Regions from separate parts of the Sus scrofa genome. Here region 1 is linked to region 2. A link is a contact called in public Hi-C data. All regions are on one chromosome and are shown on one strand. Each heading gives the region's core, a stretch centred on a gene start, on an enhancer-like site or on the middle of the called end of the contact. The rest is flanking DNA. Distances are from core to core; before and after follow the strand shown. Region 1 holds the start of ZMYM2 (zinc finger MYM-type protein 2). Region 2 holds the start of MPHOSPH8 (M-phase phosphoprotein 8).

The links. A called contact is a pair of places that touch in the nucleus more often than the background predicts.
Region 1: a contact with region 2 is called in a Hi-C map of liver, with 2.0 times the contacts expected there. The contact joins the promoter of ZMYM2 here to the promoter of MPHOSPH8 in region 2. A contact is called at or near these places in 2 of 5 promoter capture datasets (fetal liver and liver), 2 of 47 Hi-C or Micro-C datasets (liver and psoas muscle) and 1 of 2 datasets of contacts at active chromatin or transcription factors (alveolar macrophages).

Annotation. Positions count from the first base shown.
Region 1 is chr11:656,584-663,540 of Sscrofa11.1, reverse strand. ZMYM2 (zinc finger MYM-type protein 2) reads right to left here and starts at 2,227. Exons shown (of 25, transcript XM_021065428.1): 1 at 2,079-2,227; 2 at 959-1,027. It overlaps LOC110255873 (basic proline-rich protein-like), which reads right to left. Exons shown (of 5, transcript XM_021066006.1): 5 at 2,538-3,333. The coding sequence ends at 2,538.
Region 2 is chr11:443,760-451,464 of Sscrofa11.1, reverse strand. It overlaps MPHOSPH8 (M-phase phosphoprotein 8), which reads right to left and starts at 4,446. Exons shown (of 14, transcript XM_013980701.2): 1 at 4,038-4,446. The coding sequence starts at 4,256. LOC100738653 (a long non-coding RNA gene) reads right to left here. Exons shown (of 4, transcript XR_002336586.1): 4 at 7,684-7,705.

The sequences.
Region 1 (6,957 bases), core at 978-3,477, 210 kb before region 2:
CACCCTGGCTTCTTCCTTCAGTCAGTATTCAGCATACACTCATCAGCCATTACCTTTTGACCCACTGGGACTTAATATTCAGGCATAAGCTACTATGCGGATGACTCACCTCTGACAGAGATCTACAAGTTAGGATATCAACTGTCAGTGAGCTCCAGAGATACAATGTATCTATCCAGAATGCTAACTTCACTGATATTTTGTAACTAATTTCAATTGACCGGAAATGCCTGGTTATGTTTATTTTACTGTCTCCCACAGTACAAGACCGCCTTAAAACCAAAAAACTGCAAGCATTAGAAGAGAACTCTCAGTAACACGTTCAAGAGTAACTCAAGTGAAGACTAAGCATCACAAAAGATGAAGGACTAAGTAACCAGAGCAGTGGACTGCTCTGATCAGACACCAGTAAACTGAGAACTGGAGTAGACTCATGCCCTTTCTTAAGCAAACACATGAAAGAGATCTACCACCGCATGAACCCCAAGAGTCAAAACGTGTTTGTTATGTCACACAGCAAGAGTTAAATATGGATGTTTCTCCAATCCCTTCAATCGATTATCCATTGTAATGGAAGAAAAGTGTTAAAGATGGTTGCACACACAGCATCAGAAAGGAAACAACCTCAGTTCCCACCATGGAACTCTAGAGGGCACCAGCAATATGCCCTCCTTCGCACCACCCCTCCTCCCGGGTAACGTGAGCAGCTGCAGGAGCCCGTCGTCTGGTTGCTGAGGTTGGTATTGCAGCAGGAGAGATGTCTGCAGCGGTGCAAACAGCAGCGCCCACTCCCAGCTGCCTCACCAGCCATTACCCAGGCTTCGCCCCGGGGGCAGCTGCCACCCCGGGGAAAGCTCCTCCCACTCAAAATAACGGAGACGCACTAGTCCCCCCCGGCCGAAGCCCTACAACCTGACAACGTCCTCTAAGAGCCTCAAAATACGGGCAAAAGACTCACAATGGGGGTGCTTTCCTCCTCACGTTCTGCCAAAGATGCACCAGGTAGGGTTGAAGGCGAATCCTGGTCCTGGGGTAGGAGGAAAAATGAAACATGCATCAAGAACATCTAACCAGGTGGGAGAAGCAAGCCTTTTCCACCAGGAGGAGGCAGAGAAGGGAATAAGAGGTCAAGGAGCCTCGGACCTTCGATTGTTGCTTCCCAGCCCGTTACCAACAACCCCCTCCTATGTAAAGTAGAGCAAAACGACGTTAAATATTTATTTGGGACCAAAACCCACGTGAAAGGCAAAACCTGGAGGGAGGAGGCGGAGGACGGCGAGCCTGCTCCGGGAGGGAGAGGGGGAAGGGCGGGTGCAGCCTCGACGCCAGCGGGGAATCCTATCCCCCAATCGGCCCACCCAGCGCCATCCCCGGCGCGCCGGCACCCACTCGGGGGCGGAGGGGGGGTTCGAGTCGCCGCCAGGCGGAAACCCCCTGCATTTGCCCCGAGCACTTGCCCAGGGCCCGAGATTTGCCCCCCCCGCCGCAGTCGGCGACCGGCAGCGCTGCCTCCCCGTCCGCCATTAGAGACCCAGCCAAACAATACGTGCGGAGCCGAGCCGCGCGCGCGCCGAGGCCGGGGCGGCCAAGGAGGGGACCAGGCGCAGGGCGCCCGCGCCCTCGCCCCCGAACTTGGAGACCTCGCGCCGCGCCTGGGAGGGTGCGAACGCGCCGCGAGCGCCCACGGAGGCGCCCCTCCCCCACCCGCCCCACCCCCACCCCGCGACCCCCGCCGCCCGCCCCCACCCCGGGCGGCCCCGGGCGACCCCCGCCGCCGGCGTCCGCCTCACCCGGCCCTCGCGGCCGCGCCTGCACGCCCGCAGCCCGCGGGCCGCCCGCCAAGGCGCCTGGGACATGAGCGGAGCCGCCAGCAGCCCGAGGCCCCGACGCGGCAGCGGCGACGGCGGCCGCGCCGCGGGCGCTCGTCCCGGGTCGGTGGGAGGCTCCGGAGGCTGCCCTCACCCATCTCCGCCTCCCGGCGCCTCCGCCTCCGCCTCCGCCTCCGGAGGCTGCGCCGCTCCCGGCCACCCCCACTGTCGGCGGCCCTGGGCTGGAGACACAGCGGGGACAAGCCTCACCCGGTTCTGGCTGCGGCTCCGCGGAACGAACCTCCCCGCCCCCGGCCCACCCCCCTTCGGGAACCAGCGCAACTCCGATCGGTCCAGTCCCGGCTTTAGCGCTGGTGAGGAGGCGGAGGCGGCGGCCGCGGCGGCGCGGCCCGACCCGCCAGGCCCCGCCCTCCGCGCCCTCACTGGCCGGCGTGGAAGGCGGGCCCGGCGCCGCGGGCACGCCCATTGGCTGCGTCCGCCTTCCTTCAGGACACCCTCGAGGGGCTGGCCCGACGGCTTGTCCGTCAGGCGCAGGCCACACCCCCGCGTCTCCGGCCCACCCCGCCCCTCCGCCCCCGCCCCCACCCCAGCCCGTCAGGGTCGGGCCGCCGACTCCCCTGCGCGCCGCACCGGCCGCCGTTCGGCCCCTGGCGCTCGGGGGCTGTCGGGGCCCCGCGGCCCAGGGGCCTCAGCCTGGGCGTCCGGCCGCTACGGCGGCTGCGAGCGACGCCGCGCGGGGAGCGCCGCGGCCTCGATGTCCCCAACGCCCTCCCTGTCCAGTGTCTGGCGGCCCCGGGAGGGGCGAGCGGGCGGGGGGGGCGGCCACGGGGGCGGCAGCCGGGAGCCCCGGGCCGGGGCCGGGGCGGGGGCGCCCGCGGGCTCCGAGGGCCGGCAGCGCTTCCCCTCGCCGCAGCCCCGTGGGGAGGCGTCCCCCGCTCCCGTCATGGCTGCGGGAGGAGGCGACGTCCTCCATCTTGTCGGGCTCGGGGGTGGGGGGCGGGGGGGCCGCCCCCACGCGTCCCGGGAAACCGGGCTGGGCCCCGCCGGGCGGCCGCGGGGACGGCGCCCGCTGCCGACTCGGCGCCCGGGAAGCGGCCGGCGCGACGGGGCCGGACCCAGACGCCGCTCCCCGCCGCCGCCCGCCAAGATGGAGGCGCAGCGGGCTGCGCGGAGCGGGCGCCCGCCTGTCGGAAGGGCCGGGCCGCCCCGCGCCGGGGCCGCCGCCTCCCTGGCCCTGGGCGGACGAGGCCCCGCGCTCCCCGGCCGCCCGGGGCGGGACGGAACCCAGGGGCGGCCGGGCGGCCGGGCGGCCGCGCGGGCTCGACCGAGGAGCCTTCCGGGCCGCGGGGCCTCTTTTGTTCGCCGTCTACAGCTCGGCCCCGGGCGCACGTCACGGGCGGTGCGGGTTCCGCGGTTCCACGTCAGGGGGAGCTCGGAGGCCGGCCCGGCCCGGCCCGGCGCGGCCTGGCGGCTGTCGGGGCCGCTGAGCCCACGCTGTTGGGCGCTAAATGGGTGAACAAGTTGGACCAAAATTTCATGGTGTTCTCACAACACTGCCTAGTAGTAGAGACACGAACGATGTTACATTTTAAAGTTCAATGCGATGATGAACAACATGAAGTTTTTAATGAAGTTACAGTCATGCATGAAGGTTTCACGAAGAACTGAGGTTTTAGAGACGCCACTCACTGAACAGTCTGGTAAAATATAAGACTCATAAATTTACAAATGAGGTAATTCTTCCACCTATGGAAAAATGCAGTAAATACACTGTTATCCTCATTTTTCTTTTTTTTTTTTCTTTTTTTTTTCTTTTTTTTTTTTTTTTTGCTATTTACGGCCACACCTGCAGCACATGGAAGTTCCCAGGCCAGAGGCTGAACCGGCATAAGCCACAGCAAGTTGGATCTAAGCCACCTTTGCCACCTATACCACAGCTCTAGACAACGTCAGATCTTTAACCCACTGAGCAAGGCCAAGGATCAAACTTGCGTCCTCATGGATACTAGTCTGATTTGTTTTCACTAAGCCAGGACAGGAACTCCAACATACCGCTATTTAGATGGAAGGATATCCATCATGTATTTCAACCCCCTTTCTCCAAAGGGTATCACCTATCTTTCTACAAACATTTCATTGTTATAAAACTTAAGTTTTCAATACGGTAAAATAAGACTTTATCACACTGTTCCGTTTTACAGTGGCACTCCTGATGTCACTATCTTCACAACAGAAATGTCCTCTATTAGCAAATGTGGGGCAACATTGTAATAACTCCATGAAAACTTAACACCACCATCCTTTTCTGTTAACATGAACCATTGCAATAATTTCTCTTTATTGAGGTTACACTTAGTTTGAAGGCTTAAATAAAGATTCTTGCGAATAAACTCAGCCATAGACTTAGAGAATGCATTAGAGCAGTTTCCATCGTGGCACAGGGGAAATGAATCCAACTTAGGAACCAAGTGGTTGCCGGTCCAATCCCTGGCCTCGCTCAGTGGGATAAGAATCTGACGTTGCCCTGAGCTGTGGTGTAGGTCACAGACGCAGCTCAGATCCTGTGTTGCTGTGGCTGTAGTATAGGCCTGTGGCTATAGTTCCAATTAGACCCTTAGCCTGGGAACCTCCTTTTGCCTTGGGCTCGGCCCTAAAAGAAAAGAAAAGATTCCACATACAAGTGATAACATAGAGTTTTTGTCTTTGTCTGACTTTTTCTACTAAGTGTGATACCCTCTAGGTCCATCCATTTTGTTGCAAAAGACAAAACTTCATTCTTTTTACAGCTAAGTAGGATTCCATTGTACATATGTACCTCATCTTCTTTATCCGTTAATATGATGATTAACACTTAGGTTTTGGAGTTCCGTCGCGGTGCAGTGGTGAACGAATCCAACTAGGAGCCATGAGGTTGCAGGTTCAAACCTCAGCCTTGCTCAGTGGATTAAGGATCCGGTATTGCTGTGAGCTGTGGCATAGGTCGCAGACAAGACTCAGATCCTGAGTTCCTGTGGCTCTGGCGTAGGCCAGAAGCTACAGCTCCGATTTGGCCCTTAGCCTGGGAACCTCCATATGCCGAGAGAGCAGCCCAAGAAATGGCAAAAAGACAAAAAAAAAAAAAAAAATGATGCTTTTTTGTAAATGATGATTGTAAATGATGCTGCTATGAACATTGCAATGCATATATCATTTCAAATTAATGTTTTCACGTTCTCTCTCTCTCTCTATGCTCAAGACTGGAATTGCTAGATAACTAATAGTAATTCTACTATTAGTTTTTTGAGGAACCTCCCTACTGTTTTCCATAGTGGCTGCACCAATATTCATTCTCACAAACAGTGTGATGTGTTCCCGTTTCTCCACTCAATAGCTCTTCTGACAGGTGTGAAGGAATATCATATTGTGCTTTTGATTTGCATTTCTCTGATAATTAGCAATGTTAAGCATCTTTTCATGTGCCTGTTGGCCATCTGTATGGCTTCTTTGGAAAAATGTCTTTTCAGGTCTACCCATTTTCTTTTTATTGCTTTCTTTCTTTTTTTTTCTTAGAACCACACCTGCAGCATATGGAGGTTCCCAGGCTTGGGGTCAAATAGCAGCTACAGCTGCCAGCCTACACCACAGCCCCAGCAATGCTGGACCCGAGCCAAGTCTTCCACCTACACCGCAGCTCACGGCAATGCTGAATCCCCAACCCACTGAGCGAGGCCAGGGATTGAACCCGCATCCTCATGGATACTGGTTGGATTCATTTCTATTGAGACACAAGGGGGAATTCCCCAGGTTTGCCAATTTTCTAATCAGAGTATTTGATTTTTTTATATTAAATTGTATGATGTGTTTTTATGTTTTTGATAATAACCCCTTATTGGTCATATCATTTACAAACATTTTCTCCCATTCAGTAGGATTTTCATTTTGTCAATGTTTTCCTTTGCTCTGTGAAAGCTTTTAACTTTAATTAGATCCTATTTGTTTATTTTTATTTCCATTACTCTAGGAAATGGAGCCAAAATGCTATTGCTTCGATTTATGTCAGTGTTCTCCCTATGGTTTGTTTTCTTTTCTTTTTTTTTTTTTTTTTTTTTTTTTTTTTTGTCTTCTTTGCCATTTCTTGGGCTGCTCCTGAAGCATATGGAGGTTCCAGGCTAGGGGTCGAATCGGAGCTATAGCCGCCGGCCTACGCCAGAGCCACAGCAATGGGGGATCCGAGCCGTGTCCGCGACCTACACCACAGCTCACGGCAACGCCGGATCCTTAACCAACTGAGCGAGGCCAGGGATCGAACCCATAATCTCATGGTTCCTAGTCAGATTCGTTAACCACTGAGCCACAACAGGAACTCCTATGGTTTGTTTTCTGTGTGTGTTTTTCTTTTTTCTTTTGGGTCCCAACCCTCAGCATATGGAACTTCCCAGTCTAGTGGTTAAATTGGACCTGCAGGAGTTCCTGTTGTGGCACAGTGGTTAATGAACCCGACTAGGAACCGTGAGGCTGCGGGTTCGATCCCTGGCCTCGCTCAGTGGGTTAAGGATCCGGCGTTGCCGTGAGCTGTGGTGTAGGTTGCAGACGCGGCTTGGATTCCACGTTGCTGTGGCTCTGGTGTAGGCCGGCGGCTACAGCTCCGATGAGACCACTAGCCTGGGAACCTCCATATGCTGTGGGAGCGGCCCTAGAAAAGGCAAAAAGACGAACAACAACAAAAAAAATTGGAGCTGCAGCTGTGGGCCTGCATCAAAGACACAGCAACACCGGATCCAAATCAGCGACCTATACCATAGCTCATGGCAACCCCAGATTCTTAAGCCATCGAAGGAGGCCAGGGATTGAACCTGCATGTTCATGGATACTAGTTGGATTTGTAACCTGCTGAGCCACAACGGAAACTCCCGTGTAGCCTATGTTTTCCTCTAGGAATTTCACAGTATCCAGTGTCACATTTGATCTTTAATCCACTCTAAGGTTGGTTTTTTTGTTGTTGTTTTGTTTTGCTTTTGCCGTACCCACAGCATATCGAAGCTTCATTGATGAGCTTTAGGAGTTTTTGGTAACATTCCCAGGCCAGGGATCGAATGGGAGCCCTAGCTGAGACCTATAGCATAGCTGCAGCAACACTAGATCTTCTGCC
Region 2 (7,705 bases), core at 3,197-5,696:
AACAAGGAGTTCCCACTGTTGTCTAGTGGGTTAAGGATCCAGCATTGCTGCAGCTGCAGCTGGGATTTGATCCCTGGCTGGGGAACTTCCCTATGCTATATGGACATAAACAAACAAAAATAACAGGAGGTCCCTTGGGGTGCAGGAGGTTACGGATTCAGTGTTGTCACTGCAATGTCACAGGTGAATGCTGTGGGGCAGCTTCTAACCTTGGCCCAGGAACTGCCACATGCAGTGGATGCAGCAATAATAAATAAATAAATAAATAAAATTAAAAACAGAACTACCAGAGTTTTCACTGCGGCACAGTGGGTTAAGAATCTGATTGCAGTGGCTCGGGTTGCTCTGAGGGTTCCATCCTGGCCTGAGAACAGAGGATTAAGGATCTAGCAGTGCCACAGCTGAGTTGTAGGTCACAGCTGTGGCTCGAATTCAGTCCCTGGCCTGGGAACTTCCATATGCCGTGGGTGCAGCCATAAAACAAACAAACAAATATATAAACAAAAACCAACAAAAAAAAACCCACTATATGATTCAGCAATCTCACTTCTGGTATTTATCAAAAAAAAAAAAAATGTAAACACTAACTCAAAAAGATACATGTACCGCCACGTTCACTGCAGCATAATTTACAATAGTCCAAAAACAGAAACAACCTAAATGTCCAACAAATGAAGAAAACGTAGTGTGTGTGTGTGTGTGCGCGTGTGCGCACACATACACACATATCTTACACATCTAATCATATCCATCACATATGTACACAATGGAATATTATTCAGTCATCAAAAATGAAACCTAGGAGTTCCCGTTGTGGCGCAGCAGGAACGAATCCGACTGGGAACCATGAGGTTGCGGGTTCGATCCCTGGCCTCATTCAGTGGGTTAAGGATCTGGTGTTGCTGTGAGCTGTGGGGTAGGTCAGCAGGTGTAGCTCCGATTCGACCCCTAACCTGGGAACCTCCACATGCCACAGGTGCGGCCCTAATAAGACAAAAAGACACAGACACAGACACACAGACACACAGACACACAGACACACACACACACACACACACACTCGGAGAAACCTAGCCATTTACAACAACATGGATGGGCCTCAAGGGCATTATGAACAGTGAAATAGGTCAAAGAAAAATAAAAACTATGTGATCGCACTTACACATGGACTATTAAAACAAAACACCCCAAGGAGCCCCCATTGTGGCTCAGCAGAAACGAATCTGAGTAGTAACCATGAAGACACAGGTTCAAGCCCTGGCCTCGTGCAGTGGGTTAAGAATCTGGTGTTGCTGTGGCTGTGGCGTACGCCAGTGGCTACGGTCCAGATTCGACCCCTAGCCTGGGAACTTCATAAACCATGGGTAGGGCCCTAAAAATTAAAAAAAAAAAAAAAAAAAAAAAAAAAGACGAAAAAGAAACAAAACCCCTGAAGCTCACCAGAGAACAGACTGGTGGTGCCTGAGGAAGGGGTGGGGGATGGAAACAAACGGGAGGAGGGTCGAAAGGTACAAACATCCAGGTACAACATCGCTGGGTGACGGGCCATCATCAACCTGGAGCACGGCGACCAGCGTGACTAACCCTGTACTGCGTGGACTGCGTATCCGAAAGTCGCCAGGAATGCAGATCTTGCAGTTCCCAGGTGGCTCAGCAGGTTAAGGATCTGGCATTGTCACTGCTACGGCTTGGGTTCCATCCCTGGCCCACAAACTTTTGCATGCTGTGGGCATAACCTTAAAAGGTCTCCTCACAGGAGTTCCCATCACGGCACATGGGAAAGGAATCTGACTAGGAACCACGAGATTGTGGGTTCGATCCCTGGCCTCGCTCAATGGGTTGGTTAAGAATCTAGCGTTGCCATGATCTGTGGTGTAGGCCATAGATGTGGCTCTGATCCTGTGTTGCCGTGGCTGTGGTGAAGGCCAGCAGCTATAGCTCTGATTTGACCCCTAGCCTAGGAACCTCCATATGCCACGGGTGTGGCCGTAAAAAGCCGCACTGTTCAATACCCAGTCTCACTGAGAAGCAAGAACAAACTTTTTTTTTTTGGTCTTTTTAGGGTCATACCTGCTGCATATGGCAGTTTCCAGGCCAGGCAGGGGTCGAATTGGAGCTGCAGCTGCCGGCCTACACTACAGCCACAGCAATGCCAGAACTGAGCCATGTCTGTGACTTGCACCACAGCTTATGGCAACGCCAGATCCTTAACCCACGGAGTGAGGCCAGGGATCGAACCTGCATCTTCATGGATTGTAGTCAGATCTGTTAACTTCTGAGCCACGACAGGAACTCTCAAGAACAAACTCTTGCGATCGTTTCCCACATGAACCGCAGGGCACAATTCTAGCTATACGCTTAACACCTGTGGATTTTAATCATACAACCACAAGGTGATAAACATTCCAAACTGAGTGCCAACCACTGCTCCCTCCCATTTTACCCTTCAGTGATCCCCACACTGCCTTCCAGTCATCCTGCCCTTTGCGGAGGGATCAAGCCTCAGCACCCAACAGGAGCAGAAGCTAAGAAATAATGCAAAGAGAACAATCTTGGTCTCATGACTTCCAAAAATAATCCCGGAAATCTTCATAATTTAAAAACAATAATTATGAGTGTCAGTTTAATGGTTCAGCTATATAACTGGGTGGGGAGACAGTTACTGTATCAACTGAAAATGCATGTACATTCTTTTCAGTAAAATAGTCTGCAAAAAGAAAACTGCTAATATATGACATTGTAAGAGCTTCTATGAAGGTGTAGTTAAAACTGAGGATGAACCAGGTTGAGACAGCATGGCTGCTTAATCAGCCTGCAGGAAGGGAGGCAGAAGAAAGGAAATCTCAGGCAACAGTGCTGCCTTCAAAAAGAGCAGTGTTTTTCCCCCTTTTAGGGCCACACCTTTGGCACATGGAAGTGCCCAGGCTATGGGCCGAAGTCGAGTTGCAGCTGCCTGCCTATCTTAGAGCCATAGCAATGCCAGATCCAAGCCACATCTGCAACCAACGCCGCAGCCTGCAGCAACACCACAGATGCTTACATTGTATATGGGAAAATTATACTTCAAGACGTCCCACTTTTTACTGTTTGTAACTAACAATAATATTGATGACACTTCATTTCAATTATTTATCCCCCACTGGACAGGATAGCTTTTTTTTTAATACTTAATGAATTTCATCACACTTACAGGTGTACAACAATCACCACAACCTAATTTTACAGCATGGACAGGGGAATTTTTAACGTCAGCAACTGAGTATGATACAACTAATCTCTGTATCCTCAGGACCTAACACAGCACCCAGCATGCAGTAGCTGAGACCAAAAAAGTCCGTGAATGGACAAAAAAAAAAAAAAAAAAAAAAAAAAACAAAACACACACACACAAAGTAGTGTACGCAAATGGGAAATAAAAGACAATAAAAAGAACACAACATATATAACGACCACCGTATAGGACCTTTGGTTATCTTACTCCTATTTACTAAAAGAGATTATTTGCCATCCTTATTATTGTCCGTCCTTGCACCCTCTTACTTTCCCTCAGCCTCCAGCCCACAATTCATTCGCCCACTTAACAATCTGATGTACACTAAGCAACTACTGCAGGCTAAGCATTAAAGTGATAAAACATCATTTTGTTATCACTTCAATAACAAAACTTAAAACGCATAGTCATGTACTAGAAGAGGCCTACAGTCTACAAGACAAACATATAAGAACGATAAATAAATCCTAAAACAAAAGTCTACACCCAGCGTCAGTGGGGCACCTCACTCTGTTGGGATCAGGGTCAAACGAGGCTTTCACGGGGGAAGAGAACAGGAGTTCCCCGGGAGAGGAACGAGGATGCTCAGGGCCTCTGGACCTGAGATGTGCCCTGTGGGGAGAAGGCGAGGACGAAGGCCCAAAAGCGGAGCACAGTCCCCACGTCCCCTGCGGCGAGAAACGTCCCCTGCGGCGAGAAACGCCCCCGCACCGCCTCCAGCGCCTCCGCCGCGCCGACCGCCGCGCGTGGGCCGCCCCGCACGTACCCCCTCCGTCTTCATGTCCAGGATCTTCTCCACCTCGAACACATCCTCGCCGTCCTCCTCACTGTCCCCCGCGGCCTCCGCTCCTTTCGCGGCCGCTTCCTTTTCTTCGCTCAACGCTCCGGCTCCCCCTCCTTCGACTGCAGGCGACTCTCCACTGCCGTCGGCTCCCGAACCGGCAACCGCAGCCGCGCTCGCCCCGTCCGCGTCCGCCTCCGCCATAACGGAGCTCTGCTAGCGGCGGGGAGAGGGACTGTGACACGCGCCCGCCCGCAGTCAGTCCCTCTGCCAGGCGGACGCGAAGGGCCCGACCGCGCCAATGGCGGGTTCCTGGCCCCGGAACGACGCGCGCGCACACCAACCACGTCAGGACGGGCGCGCCGGCGCCCCGCGCGGCCCACAGGAAGCGGGTGGGCGGGCCAAGGGGCCGCCGGGCGGAAGGAAGGGCCGGGTGTGGGGGCGGGGCTTGTCGGGAGAGTGGGCTGGGACAGCGGAGGGCGTGCGCTGTGGGAAGCCGCTCCCGGAGGGGAGGCTGCGGAGCGGCGCTGGGGGGCGGGGCTTGCAGGGCCGCTGGGGGCGGGGGCGGGGGCGGGGGCGGCAGAGCGCAGGGAGGCCTCCTGGGGGCGGGTTTCCGGCGGGCGCGCCCCACAGCCAGGCTTTCAGGGCGAGCACCGCCTGCGGCAGACAACGCTAGGCTCTTATCTGGATCGTCATCTGTGCGAATAGATTAGCGAGTGAATGATGCAAACACAGCTCCTAGTGCCGTTTCAGTTTAGGGAGTACTGTTTAAATAAATATTAAAAATATTTTAGTTGGGTTTTCTTTTATCCACTGGAAAAAAATAAGAGGATATGATGAAAGAAATTTGTCCAGGTTAGTAATGACTGACAAAAATAGTCCTCCCTGGAGTTCCCGTCGTGGCGCAGTGGTTAACGAATCCGACTAGGAACCATGAGGTTGCGGGTTCGGTCCCTGGCCTTGCTCAGTGGGTTAACGATCCGGCGTTGCCGTGAGCTGTGGTGTAGGTTGCAGATGCGGCTCGGATCCTGCGTTGCTGTGGCTCTGGCGTAGGCCGGTGGCTACAGCGCCGATTCGCTGGGAACCTCCATATGCCGCGGGAGCGGCCCAAGAAATAGCAACAACAACAACAACAACAAAAAGACAAAAAAAAAAATAGTCCTCCCTCAAAAAGAATCGTCACCCAAAGTTGCTAGGTCAAATATTTTTCTTTTTTGCTTTTTATGGCTGCACCTGCGGCCTATGGAGGTTCCCAGGCGAGGGGTCCAACTGGAGCTACAGCTGCTGGCGGACGCCAGAGCCACAGCAACACAGGATCCAACCTACACCACAGCTCATGGCAACGCAGGATCCCTAACCCGCTGAGGGAGGCCAGGGATCCAACCCGCAACCTCATGGTTCCTAGTTGGATTCGTTTCTGCTCCACCACAACGGGAACTCCCATTTTTCTCCCTTTTAATTACAGATAAGCAAATAAAGTCTTTATAGCAGCAAGCTTTTTATTTAATCTGTCCACAGAAAATGAATGCACAATGTGAGAGTTAAGTTTATTTGGGACAAAGTGAGGACTATAGGAAGAAAAAGCTTCTCGGCTCCAAAGACGGGGAGGAGGTTGTTCCACGTGATTTTGGTGGAGGGTACATAGGGTTCAGGAACACAATTTTGCAGAAGGTTGCTGCTCATGAGAGGGCAAATGTCCCTAGTGATGATTTCAGTGCTTTTCTAGATGTAAGATGCAAGAAGTTGGGCTTATAAAATTTTTGCCTGAAAATACCCATCTGAAGTCCTGTTTCAGTTTTTCCCAGAGCACAGAGCACCCCATTTCTGATCCCCCTACTGGGTGTGCTGAAGGCCAGGGACTGTGACGGCTAGTGACATAATTCCTTTTTTTTTTTTTTTTTGTCTTTTTTTAGGGCCTCACCCTTGGCACATGGAGGTTCCAGGCTAGGGGGTCGAATTGGTGGTACAGCTGCCGGACTGTGCCACAGCAACACAGGATCCGAGCTGCATCTGCGCCCTACATCACAGCTCATGGCATCACCGGATCCTTAACCCACTGAGCGAGGTCAGGGATCGAACCTGCATCCTCATGGATGCTAGTCAGATTTGTTTCCACGGAGCCACTAGTGACATAATTCTAATAGAACCAGATGGCGAGTGACATTTTTAGTTCGCAACTTAATTTACAAAATTAACTCCATCTCACTGAGGTTACTCTAAGCCTAATCTAGGAACCAGCAGATCACTTTGGAGAACATCGCCAGATCGTTTTTTTCTTTTGGCCACGCCCACAGCATGCGGAAGTGCAGGGGTCAGAGATCACCCCTTTGCTACAGCAGTGACCGAGCCATAGCAGTGACAACATCGGATCCTTCAACCGGGAGGCCACTGGGGCACTCCTACCAGATCGTTGCGCTGGCTCAATGATGTGCTTGCTTGCTTGCTACGTGTGTCCTGTGCACCATCCTATGGTAAGTACTGGGAACACACAGATGAACCCATCGTGGTCTGCCCTCCAGGGACTCTCAGCCTCTAAAGGGAGAAACAGCAATTCTAATAATTAGATATATTTTAAAGTAAGTTTTTTCAGAGAGTTCTCTCATAGCACAGCCAGTTAAGGATCTGGCTTCGTCTCTGCCGTGGCACGGGTTCCACCTCGGGCTCAGGGAACTTCCACATGCCTTGGGCGCGGCCACAAAAAAAAAAAGGGGTAGAACAACCAGATTTGAGAGCTCATGTTGACAAAAATGTTGATCCTTAATCTATTTAAGACTTTAGATGGAATGTCCACCTTACAGGAAATGTGGGGAAAGAGAAATGGGAGCAATCAGACATATCCAGAATACGGGACTTTCTGAGGACAACTGGCCAGCTTCTTCGCCAGCCAAAGAGGGAAGAAAGCTATCAAGTTTAAGGTTACAAGAGAATGGTGTGACTTACTTATGTCATGAAATGATTATCACAGTCAGTTTTAGTGAACATCCATCATCTCATATAGACACAAAATACAAGAAAAATATCTTGTGGGGAGTTCCCTTCATGGCTCAGCCATTAACAAACCCGACTAAGATCCATGAGGATGTGGGTTCGATCCCTGGCCTCGCTTAATGGGCTAAGGATCCAGTGTTGCCGTGAGCTGTGATGTAGGTCGCAGACTCAGCTTGGATCCCCAGTTGCTGTGGCTGTGGTGTAGGCTGGCAGCTATAGATCCGATTCACCCTCTAGCCTGGGAACCTCCATATGCCACGGGTGCAGCCCTAAAAACCAAAAAAAAAAAAAAAAAAAAAAAAAGGCAAAAAAAAAAAAAAAAAAGCAAAACATCTCGTGATGAGAACCCTTTGGATATGCTCTCTGAACTTTCATATATAACATACATCAGTGTGAAATATATTCACCATATTGTCCTTATATGCCTGGTACTGACTTATAACTGGAACTTTGTACCTTTTGACCATGTTCATCCAATCTCCGCCCCCCCACCCACCTCTGGGAACCACAAATATAATCTCTTATTCCAGGAGTTTGCTCTTGAAGTATAATTGGCCTACAACAGCTATATTAATTCCTGGTACACAACGCAGTAACTAAATATTTGGTACATTATGAAATAAATACCATGTAGTGATTTCAATTTTGATAAATATTGCAAAACT